Regions from separate parts of the Mus musculus genome. Here regions 2 and 3 are each linked to region 1. The links are chromatin contacts, called in public Hi-C and HiChIP or PLAC-seq maps. All regions are on one chromosome and are shown on one strand. Each heading gives the region's core, a stretch centred on a gene start, on an enhancer-like site or on the middle of the called end of the contact. The rest is flanking DNA. Distances are from core to core; before and after follow the strand shown. Region 1 overlaps Gm32213 (a long non-coding RNA gene). Region 2 overlaps Vps54 (VPS54 GARP complex subunit). Region 3 has its middle 15 kb from the start of Vps54.

Evidence for each region. A called contact is a pair of places that touch in the nucleus more often than the background predicts. HiChIP or PLAC-seq counts read pairs in DNA pulled down with a chosen protein or histone mark.
Region 2: a contact with region 1 is called in a Hi-C map of CD8 T cells, with 1.8 times the contacts expected there. The contact joins two enhancer-like sites. A contact is called at or near these places in 2 of 39 promoter capture datasets (cranial neural crest and embryonic stem cells), 3 of 15 datasets of contacts at CTCF or cohesin (the NIH/3T3 cell line, large pre-B cells and pro-B cells), 5 of 484 Hi-C or Micro-C datasets (CD4 T cells, CD8 T cells, epidermal suprabasal cells and 2 more), 20 of 115 datasets of contacts at active chromatin or transcription factors (the NIH/3T3 cell line, acute myeloid leukemia, bone marrow-derived macrophages and 12 more) and 2 of 9 other capture datasets (embryonic stem cells and liver).
Region 3: a contact with region 1 is called in a BATF HiChIP or PLAC-seq map of CD8 T cells, with 6 read pairs. The contact joins two enhancer-like sites. A contact is called at or near these places in 2 of 39 promoter capture datasets (embryonic stem cells and pre-B cells), 2 of 15 datasets of contacts at CTCF or cohesin (the NIH/3T3 cell line and large pre-B cells), 2 of 484 Hi-C or Micro-C datasets (bone marrow-derived macrophages and epidermal suprabasal cells), 18 of 115 datasets of contacts at active chromatin or transcription factors (CD8 T cells, the NIH/3T3 cell line, bone marrow-derived macrophages and 11 more) and 2 of 9 other capture datasets (embryonic stem cells and liver).

Annotation. Positions count from the first base shown.
Region 1 is chr11:20,804,765-20,808,805 of GRCm38.p6, reverse strand. The region is part of intron 1 of Gm32213 (a long non-coding RNA gene); the gene reads right to left. Among named protein-coding and RNA genes, the nearest start is that of Gm32213, 12 kb to the right of the region's middle. Within about 2 kb of position 1,940, at least 30 of the 459 cell types and tissues checked have an H3K27ac peak or open chromatin away from gene starts, as enhancers often do. A contact at or near this core is called in CD8 T cells, where this site is marked.
Region 2 is chr11:21,246,624-21,250,664 of GRCm38.p6, reverse strand. The region is part of intron 1 of Vps54 (VPS54 GARP complex subunit); the gene reads right to left. It also overlaps the pseudogene Gm23582. Among named protein-coding and RNA genes, the nearest start is that of Vps54, 9.6 kb to the right of the region's middle. Within about 2 kb of position 2,329, at least 48 of the 459 cell types and tissues checked have an H3K27ac peak or open chromatin away from gene starts, as enhancers often do. A contact at or near this core is called in CD8 T cells, where this site is marked.
Region 3 is chr11:21,221,957-21,225,997 of GRCm38.p6, reverse strand. No RefSeq gene overlaps it. Among named protein-coding and RNA genes, the nearest start is that of Vps54, 15 kb to the left of the region's middle. Within about 2 kb of position 2,242, at least 104 of the 459 cell types and tissues checked have an H3K27ac peak or open chromatin away from gene starts, as enhancers often do. A contact at or near this core is called in CD8 T cells, where this site is marked.

The DNA.
Region 1 (4,041 bases), core at 691-3,190:
GCTGCAAGATGCAAGCTCGGTCACCAAGCACAACAATGGTTCTTGTCCACAGAAAACCTGGTCATCCAGGGCGTTGGACCAAGCAGGATGCAGACCCACCTCCTTCTCTACTAGGAAAAAGCCAGGCAGTCACTCTCTGTGGCTTCAGATCTGCACTGCACTCTCCTTGGTGCAGCCATTGTGTCTGAAGGCCCTTGACCTCAAGTGGGGGGGTGGGGTGGGGAGTGGAAGTATGGTGGTGTAAAAAAGTATTCTGGTTATCAAATAATACTGTGAGGGCCGAGAAGATTCCTTTCTCTTGGTCCTTATCTGAACTACAAAGGGCAGCTTGTAGCTCTGAGAAGGCATCTCAGATCAACACCCCACACACACATACACACAAGCCTTCCATGTACCTACCAACAACCCTGGCGGCTAAGATGCCAGGGCAGAGGTTCACCTGGACAAGAACTGACAAACTCTGTAGATCTATTTGCTACAACAGAAGAGATGTTTTAAAAACACAGTCATACTTTTGAAACGTGAAACTCTCTGTCATCTCTGGCAGAAACAGGCAGCTCTGCAGCCATTGTAGGGAGCTGAGGAAGATCCAAGTGGATGTGTATTGTTGACATGGGAACTCCAAGGCCTTGAACCCATGGAAACTGGCAAGGCCATTAAGACTTGAGACTACTAGCTCACAGAGACCCTCTACAGAGCCTGGCTAAGCCCTCCCCTGCATATTCCGGTTGCCAACATTAATAGGTGTAGCTCTATCAGACCTCACACACCCACAGGACCCCAGCTTCCTTGTGCATGTGTCTGTATGTCTGTCCTTTCTCCATTCCCTCTCTGCCCCTAATCAGGATTCCAGGACCCAAGCCATGCAGGCAGCAGAAAGCCATGCTGGAAGAGGCATCATAGGGGCTAGGGATGCGACTCGGCAGTTAAACGCGCTGACTGCTCTTCAAGGAACCTAGGTTCATCTCCCAGTGTCCTCTGTATCTGCAGCCAAAAAGCAGAGAGTAACGGATGCTCATGCTCAGCCCACATGTCTGTCTTATGCTTGCTTGCTTATTTCAGTGTCTGGGCATTTAGACTGCATGTGCTGTCTACGCATCGTGTGAGTACCTGTGCCTCTGAGGTTAGAAGTCAGAAGTTAGATTCCCCTGGAATTAAGACAGGAACTGAGGGCTGACAAGATGGCTCAGCGGGTAAGGGCACTGACTGCTCTTCCGAAGGTCCTGAGTTCAAATCCCAGCAAATACATGGTGACTCACAACCACTGGTAGTGAGATTTGATGCCCCCTTCTGCCCTCTTATGTCTGAAGTCAGCTACAGTGTACTAACTTATAATAATAAATATTTGGGCAAGAGCAAGCAGGAACTGAGTGAATGAAGTTGACCGAAGCGAGCAGAGGTCCTAAAATCCAACCCCCAACAATCACATGAAGGCTCAGAACCATCTGTACAGGTACAGTGTACCCAGATATATTAAACAAACAAACAAGCAAATCTTAAAAAAAAAAAAAAAAGATAGGAACTGAACCCAGGTCCTCGTTGAGAACAGCCAGTGTTTTTAACTACCAAGCCATCCATCCCTTAGCCCCACTTCATTTTTTATTTTACCAGGATCTGAGCCCTGGTAAATAACCTACAGTAAGTAGGTTTTCCCACCTCACTTAACCTAATTCTCCACAGGCAGGCCAGGGCCCCCTTTCCCCAGCCAACCTAGATCTTAACAAAGCTGACAATCATTTCCCTCCCCCCCACCCCCCCACCCCCGCCATCAGATAAACATTGAGCATGTGAAAACACTGAAGACCTTTCAGCGAGTTTCTAAGGGGCCAGACCTGCCCATCTTCCACTCTGAAGACTTGGCCCATGGTACCACCTAAGCATAGAAAAGCCAGTAAATTAGTCTACTGACATGTGGAAGAGGAAGTAGGGTGGGGTTAGGACCTATGTAGTAACCCTTGACATCGGTTCATAGACCACTTCCTTGGTTTCTGTTTTAATTGCCTCTATCCTGGTAGCATTTAACCAAAAATATGGGGATTGGTAAGTAACAGCCTAGAGGCAAATCCAGACCATGGCCTGTTTTTTGGTTTTTGGGGTTTTTTTTTTTTTTTTGTTAATGTGTATGTGTGTTGTGCGCGTGTGTACATGTTCATATGTGTATTCATTTGTGTGTATGTATAGGTGGGTACATATGCACATGTGTCCAGCATATGGAAGCCAGACATGTTCTCCTCTATCGTTCTCCACCTTTGTTTTTTGTTTGTTTATTTGTTTGTTTGCTTGTTTGCTTGTTTGCTTGCTTGTTTGTTTGTTTAGACAGGGTGGCACACTGAACCCAAAGCTCACTGATTCAGTAATATTAGATGGCCAAAAAGCTCCGGGGTACTAAACAATCCTGAGCGTCACAGGACCTTTCGGGCATTCTGTAACACTGCTGAACTTTTTTTCTTTTTAAAGATTTATTTATATGACTACACTGTAGCTGTCAGACACAGCAAAAGAGGGCATCGGATCCCATTACAGATAGTTGTGAGCTACCATGTGGTTTCTGGGAATCAAACTCAGCACCTCTGGAAGAGCAGTCAGTGCTCCTAACCTCTGAGACATCTCTCCAGCCCACTGCTGAATTTTATTGTTCTAAGACAATAAAAACAAAGTTCCTGTAAAGAACTTCCTGGACTTTAATCCCTTTCTCTTGGTATCAGTTTCTGTTCTATTGCTATGGTAAAACACTAAGGCAAGTTATCAAAGAAGAGTTTCACTAGGCTGACAGTTCCAAAGGGTTAGGGTCCAAGATGGCAGAATGGAGGTAGCAGTGCAGCAGCTGAGAGCTCACGTCTCAAACCACAAACGGGAATCAGAGAGCCGGCTGGGATTGGCTGAAGCCTGAAAAGCCCACCAACAGTGGTATACTTCCTCCATTCAAGGCCATACAGCCCAAATAGCCAGCAGTGTTTACCTTGATCCTTGCATTAGCCCAAATGCAAATACTCTTATCTAATCCTACTTCCTCCTCGATCCCAGTGACAAGTACTTGCTAAATTTCTATAAGCAGCACCAAAAGCTCTCCACAAGTTTACAGATCAAAAGGTAAATGATACAAATATGGGCAGGTAGTATTACATAAAATTGTACAATAAGCAAAATAATGGAAAGAGATGAGAGACTGTGAAAATCTGACAACCAATACCCCACCCTCCACTGTCCTATCGCTGTTAATGAAAAGCAGGACTAGCCACAAAGCATGATGGCCTTGCTCACAATTGTAGTCCTAGCACTAGGGTGCCAAGGATCATAAACTTGAGGCCAACTGGAGCTACATACCTGTCTCAGATAGATAGATAGATAGATAGATAGATAGATAGATAGATAGATAGATAAGTATTGTATAAATTGTGCTATCTTTGAAAATTCAGTAATTGTATGTCACAAGTTGTCTTAGTCAGGGTTTCTATTCCTGGACAAAACATCATGACCACGAAGCAGTTGGGGAGGAAAGGGTTTATTCAGCTTACATCTTCCACATTGCTGTTTCATCACTGAAGGAAGTCAGGACTGGAACTCAAGCAGGTCAGAAAGCAGGAGCTGATGCAGAAGCCATGGAGGGATGTTCTTTACTGGCTTGCTTCCCCTGGCTTGCTCAGCCTGCTCTCTTATAGAACCCAAGACTACCAGCCCAAGGATGGCACCACCCACAAGGGGACCTCCCCCTTGATCACTAATTGAGAAAATGCCTTACAGCTGGATCTCATGGAGGCATTTCCTCAACTGAAGCTCCTTTCTCTGTGATAACTCCAGCCTGTGTCAAGTTGATACACAAAACCAACCAGTACACAATTCATTTAAAACAATGACTATATTACCCATCGTTATAACTATGACGTTATGAATTTTGATATATAATAAAGATCTCCTTGATTTTTTTAAGGAAAAATGAAAAAAGGAAATGCTTGGGAAGAATGGACATGCCCCCTTCTTGCAGGGGTTCCCATCCCACTTAATGACATCATCCAACTCTCAGGGAAGTTGCCAAGCCCTTCA
Region 2 (4,041 bases), core at 1,080-3,579, 440 kb before region 1:
GCCAGCAAGCAGGAAGGAGAGAGTAACTCAACAAACAGGTTATGAGGCACTTAGGCTTATGCCCAACTTGAGGTCAACCAGGTCTAGGCACCAACCCAGCAAACCGGCCTAGAAGAGGTAGTTGCTTCACATCCTCCTCCTGTTTCACATGTTCTTACCTTGGGGAGAGTTAGGACAGAGGTCAGACAGAATGAGGACAAGAACTAGATTGCTTCACTCCCACAAATGGATCTAAGGGTTTCTAAAGTTTTATGTAAAAAATGAGATATATATTATTAATGAATAAAGCAAGGATGCCATGAAAGGAAGCAAAATAAAAATAGTAAGAAAAAAAAAATTACACCATCAATATTTTACTAAATACTGTAGTTCATAATTGATTGGCTCCATTGAGATAATTTTGTTGATATTCAAATCATTTCCATTATATAGTAAAAAAATAGGTTCAAATGTAACTTGGTTTCAAACTATTTAGGTAAGTAATGAGAGCTATGGGATTTGAATTCCGACTTTCTGATTAAAGTCCATGCTTCTGCTTCTACACCACAGTCTCTCCAATTAAAAAGTAAATTTACTCTCACAACTATTATTTATGTCTTTTTTTTTAAGTTGGTTTTTCTAGACAGTCTTACTAAGTAGCCCAAGTTAGCCATGAACACTTTTAACCTAAGCTTACATAAACTTGCAATCTGCCTGTCTTAAACTCCCTAGCACCTGGAACACAAGCATGGACCACCATTCCTGGTTATATGCATGTTCTGTTAAGTGACAGGAATAATTCCTATGAAAGAATTAAGACTAGACTAGACTCTTCCTTAAGAGTAATGTAGTGCACATTTGCATCAGTGTGATGTATGTATTTTTTATTTTTCAAGACAGAGTCTCTCTGTGTAGTGTTAGCTGTTCTAGAACTCACTCTGTGGACCAGGATGTCCTCTAATTCACAAAGATCTGCCTGCCTCTGCCTCCCAACTCCTGGGATAAAAGGTGTACACCACCACCACCTGGATATTGTATTCTTCTTAGCAAAGAAGAAATCACTCCACTCCAAAAAGCTTCGATAAGCAAACATTCTACTACTTTCAACAAGAAATGTGTTCTGAACCTGCTCTTAAAAGTGCTGCAGGTGTGGGTACTGTGTTCCATGTGAGTCAGTGGGTGGCAGAGAGGAGAGAAAGGCGATGTCTAATCTCAGTGTTCTGACTTAGGAACATCTGGATGATGTTCATCATTTCCTAACATTCCCTGAAAACAGCGAGCCTGAGAGAACCACCAGTCCAGCATCAGAAGATTCAGTCAGGGAGTAGTCTGAAAGGACCACCAGCACAGCACCACGAAGGCCCAACAGCTCCCAACACTGGGAGCAAGCCAGAGATTAGAAGAACCTCACCTGGGACTAAGGACCCCAAAGGAGAGAGCCTGAGGTAAGGATACTAGCATGGAACCACTCTGGTGTACTGAGCAAGGAACACACCAAATGGGGCATCACGGGGCCTGGACAGGGAGCTAGCCTAAGATAACCACCAGCTGGGTACCACGAAAGCCTCAGGAGGCAGATCATGCCCAAGAGGACCCCTGCCCAGCACCATAATGCACTAGTGGCAGCATAGCACTCCTGAGAACACTCCTGAGATGATGCCAGACTCTCAGAGACCCCAGGCACCACTAAGAGAAACAAAGAATAGAGACATGAAAGAGAAACAAAGGATGTGGGTACAATGAAGAGAGGCAGAACTGGAGACTCAAGGGTAGTGAGGAACAGCCTGATGTATGTAGCTAGTGATTCTACCTGGGACCATGGTGAGGTCCTGGCCTGTGCTGTCACCTGGGGCCATGTTTGGGTCTGTGGCCCTGCAACACCAGAGGTCTGTTAACCACCACAGGCCAGATGAATGTCCCTGGTCTGGGCTGCCACCTAAGGACATGTTCATGTCTGAGAGCTGTGCAGAAATGGCCCCACCCCTCACCTGGACATTATGGGAAAGCGAACCCCACCCCTAGCCAGCTGCAGTACTCAGAAGAATGGGCCCTACAGACTGCAGGACTTGCAGGAGAGCCAGATCCCAGGGATGTGAGAGTTGGGAGAACTGGCCCTACTACTCATCTCCCATACAGTAGCATGGATGAGGGAGAAACACCCCATACACACCACTCACCACCTGCAGCAGGTGGGAGACCTGGCCCTGGGGTCATGAGAGCAGAGAGCTGACCCTGTCCCTCACCAGCTACAGCATTTGGGGGATTAGACCCTGCACCTAGGCAGCACAGTAGAGCTGACCTTGGTGGTGAAGGCACAGGGGAGCCAGCCCATAGGGTATGGACCCCAAGGGCATAAGCATGGGAGAGCTGATCCTGCCCTTGTCTTCCATGGGTAACATAGGCATGAAAGAGAGCACTCCCATCCCACCTCACTTTGCCACCTACAGAAGGCAAGAGCTAGCCAAGGGCATCAGAACAGGAAAGCTGGCCCTCAACTACTGCAACAATCAGGAGAGCAGGCCCTGCACCTGGGCAGCACAGTACAGCTGGCCCTGGATGTGGGCGTTGTAGATGAGCTAACCCTGAGAACTAAAGAGAGTAGGAGAGCCAGCCTTGCCTCTTGGCTGCTATGTAGTGGCATGGGCAAGGAAGCAACCCCCCTCCATTCCTTTTTGTTCTTCCCACCAGCAGTGGTAGGCAGGTGGGAGAACTGGCCCCAGTGGAATCATGAGAGCAGGAGAGCTGGCCCTTCCTCTCACCTACTGCAGCAGTCTGGAGAGCAGGCCCTGCACATTACCTGGGCAGCACAGTAAAGCTGACCCTGATGGCAGGAGTGCTCGTGGGCCAGCCCCAAGGGTGTGAACATGGAACAATTGGCCTCACAACTTGTCTGCCATGTGATGAAGAGAGGGGGGGGGGGGGGATCCACTTCCTCACCCCTTATCACCACCAATGACAAGCAGGAGAGCCTGCCCAAGTCATCAGAGCAGTAGAATTAGCCTGGCCCCTCACCTACTGCAGCACTCAGGAGAAAAGGCCCTGTACTTCACCTAAGCAGCAGAGTAGTGCTGGCCCTGAGGGCATGAGGGCCAGAGAGCCCTCCTCCCACTTGTCTGCTGGGCAGGGGAGAGGAGGTAGACACACCTCCCTCCCCTTCCTCGTCCCACACCATCTACAGGAGGCAGGAGAGCTGACTCCAGGATCATCAGAGTGGGAGAACTGGCCATGTCCCTCCCTCTCACCAGCTACAACACTTGGGAGAGTAGGCCCTGTACCTTACCTGGACAGCTGGATAGCGCTGGCCCTGTTAGCAGAGTGTGCTGAGCAGTTCACGTACCTCTCAGAACCAAAACTAGGGCTATGAATTAGCATACCCCACCCAAGAAAACTAGGCCCTCTAAATCAACATCATCAGAGCTCATATGAATTCCCAGAGATGGACACAGCACACAGGGCCTGCACAGGTCTATACCAGGCCCTCTGCATACATATGGCTTCCTGAGTGTGAGAATGAGCAGGTCTCTGTATCCTGTGCCCTCTCTTGGGCTCTTTTCTTTCTGTTTGTTTTGTTCTATTCCAATGTGTTGGGTTTTATTACTACTATTCTTTATTTTATAATTTATCACATTATTACTACTACTCTCCCTCAGAAGCTTGCTTTCTAATGGAGACAGAAAGAGTGTGGATCTGAGTGGGAGATGGGGAGGAACTGGGAGGAGTAGAGGGAGGGAAACAGTAATCAGGCTATATTATGTGCGGGGGGGGGGGGGGGGGATCTATTTTCAATAAAAGAAAAAAAGGATAACAAGAGGTAATGTTGGCTAGAATAAATTATAAATAATTGTAATACCAGAAATTTAAGTTGTCAGTTAAAAGCATCTGATGTTTTTCCAGAGGACCCGGGTTTAACTCTCAGCACCCACCTGGCGATTCAGAACCGTCTAACTCCAGCTCTAGGGGATCCAACACCTTCACACAGACATATATGCAGACAATCCACCAATCAATGCATAAAAAGGAAAAATAAGTAAACCATTCAAAAAAAATTAAAGTTGTCTTTTT
Region 3 (4,041 bases), core at 993-3,492, 420 kb before region 1:
ATTCCTCCAAGGGAGCCTTATCAATTGAGACTTCATCTGAACATCCCTAAGCCCCAATTCCAAACATTGAGAGTTAGGGCTTCAACATGTAAACATAGAACAAATATCCAGTGTATAACAACAGCTTTAAGAGGCATTTGAAGACAAAATGTTGATAGTATTTGACAATTGGTTGAAGGGGCTAAAAAACAGGTAGACATTAAAGATGATCCTAAGTCCCTCACACAAATAACTGGGAAGATAATAGAGTATTCTCCATAGGAAACATTGGAAAGGGGAGAGATTTAAGACTGTATATTTAGTAGTTGGCATGTCCAATTTTGGTATGTCTCAGTACAAGCTAGATGGAAATGTTTAAGAAGGCAGTCAGATACATGGAGCTTGACCTCAGAATAGAGGTCTGAATGAATATATACATTTAAAAAAATAACTTGTTGTTAATAACTTAACAGATAGATGTGCACAAGATTCCTAAAGGAGTAAGCATAGGTAGTCAAGAACAGAAGGGGAGAGTATATGAGACTGGGGACAGAGCCGTACAAGGAGCCGTACATCAAACCAATGAGCAAACACACTTGCAGGAATAACTTTGTCTTCACGGTCTGCTTTTATGATTATATCAGTAGGGCTTCTTTGATTCCAAATGGCTTTCACATCCCTCTGGCTTTTAGAGCAAATCCTGGGAGGAGTAATGTCAATCAAAAGGAGCTAGAAAGAGGAAGCAGAAAAAAAAAAGAGGAAAGAGGAGAGACTGTAGTGTCATAGAAAAAGGAAGTAAAGAATTTTGAGGAAACTATGAGCTGTCAGCTCTGGCAAATAAGATGTGCTGTTGATTAGATTTATCAAAATGAGCCACACTATATCCAAGCCAGACAAGTTCACTGAGGAGTCATGGAACTGGAGGCTAATTATAGTGAGCTGGGATGCTATTTGGAGAAGTACAAAGCATGGACAGATTGCTTCTTGTTTTGTTTTAGAAAAAGGGGGGAGGAGAAGGAAGGAAAGGAGAGAAGAAAAGAAATGAAAAAGGGGGAATAGAAAAGTTGTCTCTGCAGGAGGTAGAGCTGAACTAAAGTATACAGCAGCAACTGAAGAACAGAGATGTGGAGTAGTCTCAAAAGCAAGACTGATTTCTACTACTACTTCTGTTTTAGAAATTACATTTTCATAATCCTTTCTAAAGGGATTTCTTTGTAGGATGGGTCACATATGAATTCTGCCTTTTAGAAATAGTGGGTTGTTACTTAATTGCATCTCATCCCTGTAGACCTTTGCTCCAGAATGTGCAGGACATGGGCCAAGAAGATGTGTGGCTCCCCTTGCACAAGGGACAGTGACTCATTTTCAGACATGGTTTGCTGAGCTTCCTGTGGACTTCTAAAACTGTGTGATCAGTGGGAGAATTTTGATGAGAAAAGGGGGGGTGGGTGGGAAGATGGCAGTATTCCACATAGAAACCAAAAGCAAAACTACCTTCCAACAGAAGTTTCCTGAGTGGCTCTCCCAGAGAGACAGGGCCTGAAACCACAAGGCAACAGTGAAGATGCCTCAGTGCTCTGGCTCTCGTGGTTATTATAGTTTAGTTCTAGTCATTGTCATTTTAGGTATTCAGAATTTTCTGGGAAATTACCATATCTCGTACTAATAGAGATTTGCTGTGATGACAAACATTCTATTACATCACGGAACCACAGTTTTTCTTTCTTCTTTCTTTTTGAGAACACAGTTGGTCGGGTTTCCCACAACATTAGCACCACTTTTCGGTGCCAGATTTCTGATAAAATGCCTGAAGGAAGCAACTTAAGAGAGCAAAGCTTCATTTTTTTTCCCTCACAGGGAAGGTGAAGTTGCAGGAGCTTGTAGCATGGCTTCTTACGTGGTACCAAACCACAAGGCAGGAAACTGTAATGTAGAGGATATTTGAACATGCTTGGAAAAGATCAAGAAAAAAAATTCTGTAAAACTAATGTACCCCTTCACTGAGCTTGATGACCGCGCCTCAATATTCAGTCATTAACATTGTTTTGTGGGTCACAAGATCGAAAACCATTTAAAACTCTTGATTAAACTTGATTCCCATTTTCCCCAAAAAGTCTAGCTTAAGCAAAGAACAGGAGGAGGAAGAGAAAGAGGAAGAGGAGGAGAAACAAAGTATTGCTTCATGTTATCAGGAAGAGGGCCATTACTTCACCAAGGCACAGGGTTCAGAAACACGAAGGATTAAGCAAGAGGCAATCTCATGTGAGGATCCCTGTCCTCCATTATGTCTAGACTTTAGTCTGGGGTGTCACATGACTTCACACAGTGGAAGAAGGCTATGTTCAAAAAGTAGCAGCCATGTTTGTCTTACAGGCTCAGTGACTCTCACTGATTCTGATTGGCTCGTGCTTCCAGCTCTGACCAGTAACAAGAGCCCATGTGAGGCTGTAACCGGCTGAGCCTGAATTATATCCAACTCTGGATGTGAAACTGAGTGGACCAAGCTTGGTAGAACACAGGGGGAATGGACAAAGATGTAGTCCTCCAAAGACAAGGCAGAGCTATGGCTCCTTTGCAGGGGAGAAAACAAAGAGAGCCAGCAACTGTCTGAGGAAGGTCTGGAATAATGGCGGACCCAGATGTGCTACCTCATCTTAATCTCTTTCCGTATAACATGCCACATCTCAGGGAACTAGCCAGCTTGCCTCTTCTACTGCTCTTGTGGATTGTGATTTTGCAGATTGACTCTCTTTTTCATCCCTTTGGTCTGCTGAGAATCAGAGTACTGTGCCTTAGCCCATCTCTATTTTTCTGAGTTTGAAATAAACAAAATCAATCCACTATACAAATGCAAAGTAACCACGCTTACCAAAACCACAAAGATTTGTTTCTGCCAATAGCCAGACTATTGGGAAATGAGTTACACTACTAACCTTTAAAGTTTCCTTTCTGGTGTTTCAGTGGCCATAACCTCTGAGGTAATCTTTCTTTATCACCCTCTTCCTGGATGTGAGTTGCTGAGTGCCTCTAGCCCCGAGCTCACATATGCCGAGTTGACATTTTGTTTACTAACTGTATAAAGCACCAGTCCTTGGTTTGTGGGTTCCTTGAAGGCAGAACATTAATTTCTATCTTTCTAAAGGACAAAGTTCACTGTCAGGGACTTACACGGTGGAAGGCCAATAAATGTTATCTAAATGAGCAAGAGTCTCATAACCCAATCTCATTTAAGTTTGATAACAGACTTCTGAAAAAGAGATGATTAATCAGAGATTGGAGAGTTAAAGTGAGTAAGGTAAGTGACTAGCCAAGATCACATACAGCAGGATTGGTGCTCATGTCTATCTGCTGCAAGCAGACCACTGTCTTGTTCAAACAAAACAAAACAAAACAAAACAAAACAAAACAAAACAAAACAAAACAAAACAAAACAAACAAGCCCAAGCGTTTGGAATGAGGTGAAAGTTCCAGTTTGTGTATGCTACTGGATGTCTTTTCAGCCTCTCTGCCATTGTTCGCCAACATGTGTCTTTCTCCATAGCCCCTGAACACATGTGTGCTTCCTTGCCTCTTCTGGTGGTTTCTTTTTTGTTGTTGTTTTGTGTTTTTTACGAGGCAGGGTTTCTCTGTATTGCCCTGGCTCTCCTGGGACTCACTTTGTACACAAGGCTGGCCTCGAACTCAGAAATCCGCCTGCCTCTGCCTCCCAAGTGCTGGGATTAAAGGCGTGTGCCACCACCGCCTAGGTACTTTTGGTGGTTTCTGCACCCTCTGATTATTACAATTTTCATTTATAAAATTTTATCATTTATCATTTATAAAACAATTATCATGGTTTTATAAAACAATCCTATTGTGTAGCTCTGCCATTCAGGCCCTGCCTCCCCACCCACAGGGCTGTGATCACAACCAGTGGGTCCTGAGTGGGGAAGCAGGAAGAGTGGCCTGGGGTTGAGTGGCCTCAAGCAGCTGTGAATGAACTCTCCAGAGGCAGCTGAGTGAGACAGGTCACTTTAATTGGGGGAACAGAGCCTAAGTATACCTTTCGGGGTCAGAAGGAGG